Linked DNA regions of Arachis hypogaea: region 1 is linked to region 2. A link is a contact called in public Hi-C data. All regions are on one chromosome and are shown on one strand. Each heading gives the region's core, a stretch centred on a gene start, on an enhancer-like site or on the middle of the called end of the contact. The rest is flanking DNA. Distances are from core to core; before and after follow the strand shown.

The links. A called contact is a pair of places that touch in the nucleus more often than the background predicts.
Region 1: a Hi-C map of leaf shows a contact between it and region 2, with 3 times the contacts expected there. The contact joins the enhancer-like site here to the promoter of LOC112766946 in region 2. A contact is called at or near these places in 2 of 8 Hi-C or Micro-C datasets (leaf and an unstated tissue).

The regions. Positions count from the first base shown.
Region 1 is chr17:129,664,436-129,667,550 of arahy.Tifrunner.gnm2.J5K5, reverse strand. No RefSeq gene overlaps it. Among protein-coding and RNA genes, the nearest start is that of LOC112765034, 11 kb to the left of the region's middle. Within about 2 kb of position 1,265, at least 3 of the 3 cell types and tissues checked have open chromatin away from gene starts, as enhancers often do.
Region 2 is chr17:129,619,453-129,622,460 of arahy.Tifrunner.gnm2.J5K5, reverse strand. LOC112766946 reads left to right here and starts at 1,374. Exons shown (of 6, transcript XM_025812841.3): 1 at 1,374-2,296; 2 at 2,378-2,644. The coding sequence starts at 2,105.

The DNA.
Region 1 (3,115 bases), core at 16-2,515, 45 kb before region 2:
TGTTAGGTAGACAAAAAAAAATAATCAGAACTTGTCTTATTTAGTATTAATTAATTATCGTAACAATTAATAAATGCTAAATAAGACAAGTTATGACTATTTTTGACTAATTTTTTTTGTTACCAAATATTTTTATTAATAAATATTGAATACGGTACTATCTATTTAAAAGATTTGAATCTTTTTAGGAGATGTAGCTCTATTTTTATTTAGTTATAAAATCGTAGAAGTTTGGATTTATTAGTGAATATTGAACATAGTTGTTCTAATGAGACAGAAAAAAAAATGTCACTTGAACTAAAAAAAATTTTATGTACAAAATACTACTAATTTTTTTTTATAAAAAAATTTGGAAGATCTATAATCTTTTATTTCCAAGCTAAAGCTTTGTCACTGTCTATCACAAATTTAGAAAAATAAATTCTTATGCGGATAGATTGATTAGACATGACTTTCAATGTAATTGTCATATATTTTTGTCTTTACTCCCCTATATCTTTTTTAATTTTTTTGCTGATTTAGTTGAAACAATATTTTCTAAAATAATGACTATTTGATGTATAGGTCTGCATGCATAAGGCGGGATTCAAACCTTCAACATTTATTTAAGTGCGCTAGTGAACTAACTACTAGACCAACCCAACTTGATTTATTATTATTACTATTATTATTATTATTAGCTATGAAGCACGGACACTTCATTGAGTTGCCGTGTCCGCGTGTCGGACACATTTCGGACACGACACTCACCGACACTCGTCCGATACGCGTGTCTACTGTGTCCAACCGTGTCTTGATAAAAAATAAAAAATTTATCTCCGGACACACCTGGACACACCTAAATATCATCACGTGTCAACGTGTCCTGTCTTATTCTTAACATATATTTTTAAAATAAATTTAGATATAGTATATATTATTATTTATTAAAATAAAAAATATTTTAAATACTTGATATAATTAAAATAAAATATTAAAAATAATTAAAATTTTTAATTTATATTTTATATGTATGCGTATTTCCGTGTCATGTAAGATTTTAAAATTCGCGTGTCGACGTGTTTCATGTCGTGTCATGTCCCGTGTCCTGTCAGTGTCTATGCATCGTACATTATTAGTATTATATGTTGAAAAGCTGGGGACAAGAATGAGCTCAAAACTCTAGGACTAGCTTTTTTTTTTTTGTAAAAGAAGACTTATCTTAAGGGGTCCGGATTCTGAGGTTACATGGGCTCATACAACATTTTTTATGGGTCAAAACATTAAATCGCAGAATCTATATATTAGGAAAACATATATGTATATTGAGCCTATTTATTGGGCCCAATTCAGCTATTTCATTTACCCTTTATTTAGGTTTTTGTTGTTTCTTGGTCCTTGACCCCTACCATCTAACCAAACAACGATTTTTGGTTTAGCTTTAAACTCCTTCTGAGCAAAAACTGCTAACCTGAAAAATACGACCAAAAACACAAAGACCGAAAAGAGGAAAAAAAAAATTAACTGCTAAGAGCTAGAGTTAATCATTGCTGCTTAATATAACAAAAAAAAAAAAGAAAAAAAAATCATTGCTGCTTAAGTTTGCTAATGGCATTCAACTTTGATAGATGATGTTCTCGAAACAATAATGAGCTTTCTTTTTTGTTACTGTTAATGTTACAAGTGTGAGGAATGTTAAAGTTAGTCCCAAATCAAATAAAGTAAGGAAGAGTGAGGAGTTTATAAGATGAGAGATCCATTAATTTACTACTTTAAGGTTTTGAGTTAGATGTGGTGTCTTCTCATCTTATATTATCTTACTTAATTCCTCCTCCCACGATTGGCCCAACAGTTCCATAATAAAGGATTACAAACCAATATATAATTAGGGTTTATTTATTTCTATACGATTAGGGTTTTACTTTTACAGACTTGTATTTTAGAGACTCTAGTTTTAAGTTAAATTCAAGGATTAATGGATCAAATTGTGATAATAAGAGTTAACTACTTTTTTCATTAATCTTAATTAGGTGACAAATTAACCACATGCGATGCAAATATATTGTGCTGAAAATAGCATAGAAAAACATATTATTACTCCTTTATAATATAATCTTTGAGTAATATTACGTCAGTAAATATATGTTAGCAATAATTTTTATCTATATATAATATATGTTTTACACATAATATATAATATATAATTTGTACTTATATTTATTAAAATTTTACACACATGAATTAAAATAATTTATTTTTAAATAATAGCTAAAAATATTAAAAGTTATTAAATATATTTGGGTATACGCCGTTACGCAATGTCGCAATACGGAGTGCAAATCATGTTAATTAAAAATTATAATTAAATATGATACAACTAAAAACATGGAGATTATAATCTATGTATAGATTATGCAGGCCCCTGGTTTTGGTTAAGAAGCGGTTTCTTTGCTCTGCACCGTCTTCATCAGAAACTCAAGAAAAGCATATATATATATATATATATATATATATATACGTATATTGTCATATTGTGAGAGTAAATTGTTGCTTGGAACCAACATGTTGTTGTCCATTACAATAAGGTGAATCGTAGTGTCAACTTGTGTGTACTACATGACGCTGTTTTCATGGGAATTTTTGTCTCTACGTACCCACTCCTCATCCTCAATATTCTACTATTCTATTATTTTGGGTTTATATGAATCCAATATTCTTCTAATTTTTAAACTCTCAAATTCTGCCCAGGTGTTATTGAGTTCCTTTTGTAATGCACGCATGTCGGTTCTCACCGACTAGAATATAAAATGGTAAAAATTTCAGATGTAGATAATTTCACATGAAGTTGATAGCTGAAAATGGTAATATAGAATATATGTGTATAATAATTCTGTTGCATTCTGACATTATATACATTACACTTTTATTTTCTAAGAAGGGACACTAATACATGTATTAAGTCTAGCATTTTCAGCGGCTGATTTTTTTTTATACGGAAAAAATATTAGTGTTTTTTTTTTTAAATGGGACTATTTGGTATAATTATAGATGGATAAATTTTGTAAGTGAGAAGTCTAACACGTGGGGGGCGTGTTGCAACACGTGGGGACGTGCTGGATACGTAGTAGTATCCTGG
Region 2 (3,008 bases), core at 125-2,624:
AATGCTACAACCAAAACAAATTACACGGATGATGATGTCTATTAACCAATTTAATAAACTTTCACATCGAAGTCGTGAAGGATCCATTAGATTTTGTTGTCACTTCAGGGAAAAAAAAAAAGAAGAGAACTAGTAAGAGTAAAGAGGCCCCCACTATTTGCCTTAAGAACCTTTCTAAGAGGCGACTTCACTTCTTCTTGATTAACCTTATTATATTCGAATTCAATAATACTACATACCTAGTAGCAGCTTAATTTGAGTGTACTAATAATGTTGGTGATACCCGGCTTGTTAAGCATAAGTTCATTTTATCAACTTTCTTATTTTAAGTATAAAAATCTTTTGCATGTATTTTTACTATTTTCTAAGTGAGAACGTCAAAAATCTACATATCAGTAAAAAAATCAAAACTTTCAATTAAAAGTGTTTGGACCTCAAGTTTAAATCCAAACCTAATTCGATTTTAAGTAGTGCTTCAGAATAAACGCAAACAAATTATTAGGATAAAATATATTTTTTATTTTAATTTTATCTCAAAAATTAATTTTTAATTTACATCAAATATATTTATAATAACTCATTTTTTAAAAAATTTATAGCCAATTCAGTAACAATTTTATAAGAATAACTATCAATATAGACAAATCGAAAAATTTTAGGATAAATTAAAATAAAATAAAATTTAAAAATAAAAAATATAATTTATCTTTTATTTTATTATATTGTTATTCTAATTGCAACTAGTTTGGCAACAGTAGTGATAATAAATTTCTATATTGTCTTGATCATTTTGAACCTTCGAGGGTCCCATATATATATAGTTGCTGAATCCTGACGTCTTTATGTTTAATTTTCCATTTGCAACACAAAATTGCTAGCTTGTTGAGATGAGAGTGTGGAATAATGATTTAAGCTTCCATTGGAAATTTGGAGGGTATATTTGCAAGACAGGAGTGACTGTCGAACTAAAAAGTATACCTAGGTAGGTTATTGTCGGAACGAGTAATAAAATTAAAATATAGTATTTGTCACGCATATATTTCTGCCATGTGTAATATGCGTTATTTAATTTAAGGAGTTTGCTAGATAAACAATAATTTATATAAATAATAGATTCTAAAATTTGCCTAATAAAATAAAAATACACTATATTATTAAATTATTCACCTAAATCTTAATATTAGAATAGTTATCTGTACACCTAATAAATTAAATATCTAATATATCTATTGTTCATATTATTTAATATTTTTATTGTCTATATATACTTTTCTTTAATTTAATAATTTCTCATGACGCTCTATATATTATGTGGGCTGTGACAGGAAGATTCCTTTACTTTAAGGTGGTTACTTGTACAACTTTTATTATGACGACTAACATTGAAAATTTTTCTCTAACGAAATGATGAATATTCTAAATCATTAAAAGGTTGAAGAATCTTAGAACAGCTTCCAAGGAGTAGCTAGTATCATATCTTAAAAGAGATATCATTAAATTAATTGTTAGTAATATCTATGGAAAATTTTGGAAAATTGGTCGGACTCAGGAGGGAGAGCGCTCTTCAAAGTTTTTATTGTTATATATCTATAATTGGGCCTTTAAAAAAGTGGCAAGCACAATAATGAAGAGTGGAATAGATGGCCCATTTTGTCCATGAACCCATGAGAGCCCACCAAAAAAGAAAATTCACCTTTCAAGTTAGTCAGACGAATTTAAATTCTTTAAATTTTATATTTTTATTTAAAAAATTAAAGTGTAATTTCTTATTTTTTGAATATTTTTTTATTTAAAGTAAAATCCAAAATTTTAAAAAATTAAATCCTAGCCAGCGATATAAAAAAAGTGGTCCCAACGGCTAGAATTTTCAATTTGAATGGAGTGAGAGAAACAATGTCAGAGATAGAAAGAGTTTGATTCTCCGATCACACCCAAGGGTTGTTGCTTTTTCAACATCAGTTTCTTCAACGTCTCTTTGAAAGTTCGTCTCTCACATTGAGAGAAACCCTAGAATTTGGGGCTTTGGTGTTCTTCGTTCTTCTCCTTTCTATTCTCTCGTTTGAATCATCGGCACACTGATTTTCAAATTCCAGAAAGAAGAAGAATGGATCTTCCGCGAGAGGTAGATGATTACATCAAAGAAACCATAGATGATTTCTTGGGTCTACCGATTTCGTCGAAAACCCTAGTAACAAAGCTCCGAGCATCGCGAGAGTCTGAACGGCGACTCCAAGAACAGAACCTTTATCTTCTCTCCAAATTGAAGCAGAAAGACGAACTCGTCGAACGAACTAAGGTTTCACTTTCATTATCTTCTCTCCAAATAAAATAAGTTTTACTGTTTTCTATTTTTTACTTATTTCTTGGTTTGGAGCAGTGTGAATCGAGTATGAATGCTCAAGCCCTGAAGAAGTTCGTTGAGGAGAATCAGAGGTTGGCCATGGAGTGTGAGAATTTGCTGGCCAAATGCCAGAATTTGGAGAATGAGTGTGTACTGTTTGAGCACGACAGAGAGGCGTTGATGGAATTTGGGAACGATGCCGATGGAAGGGCGAGGGAGGCTCAGTCACGTGTCCTAGATTTAGAGCGGGAGCTGCTGTTGTTGCAGGAAGAATTTAGGAAATACAAGACTTACCATGAATTGGTACTTAATACTTTTCTCTTCTATATATATATATATATAGAATTTTTTTGTTGAATCTGTCAGCCATTGGTATGCTTTTTTCCTTCTAACAATCCTAATCAAGAAAATATTTTAATGCTAATTAACGGGACTGTAGGGGATTTCAGTGCTGAACAACATTTTTTTCTTTCAATCATAGCAGCTGTGACTTTATGAGATGTGAGTATAATTGTGTGTATGGTTCCTTAAATTTCTGATGTGGTTGGTGGCTAGATGATCATTCATTCATAGTTGGGTTGCTGCAATGATACAATCTTGTGATCAATGTGCTTTATCAGTGTGTTATACAACCTATGTGTACTAGTCAATCTTACTGTAAATCAGT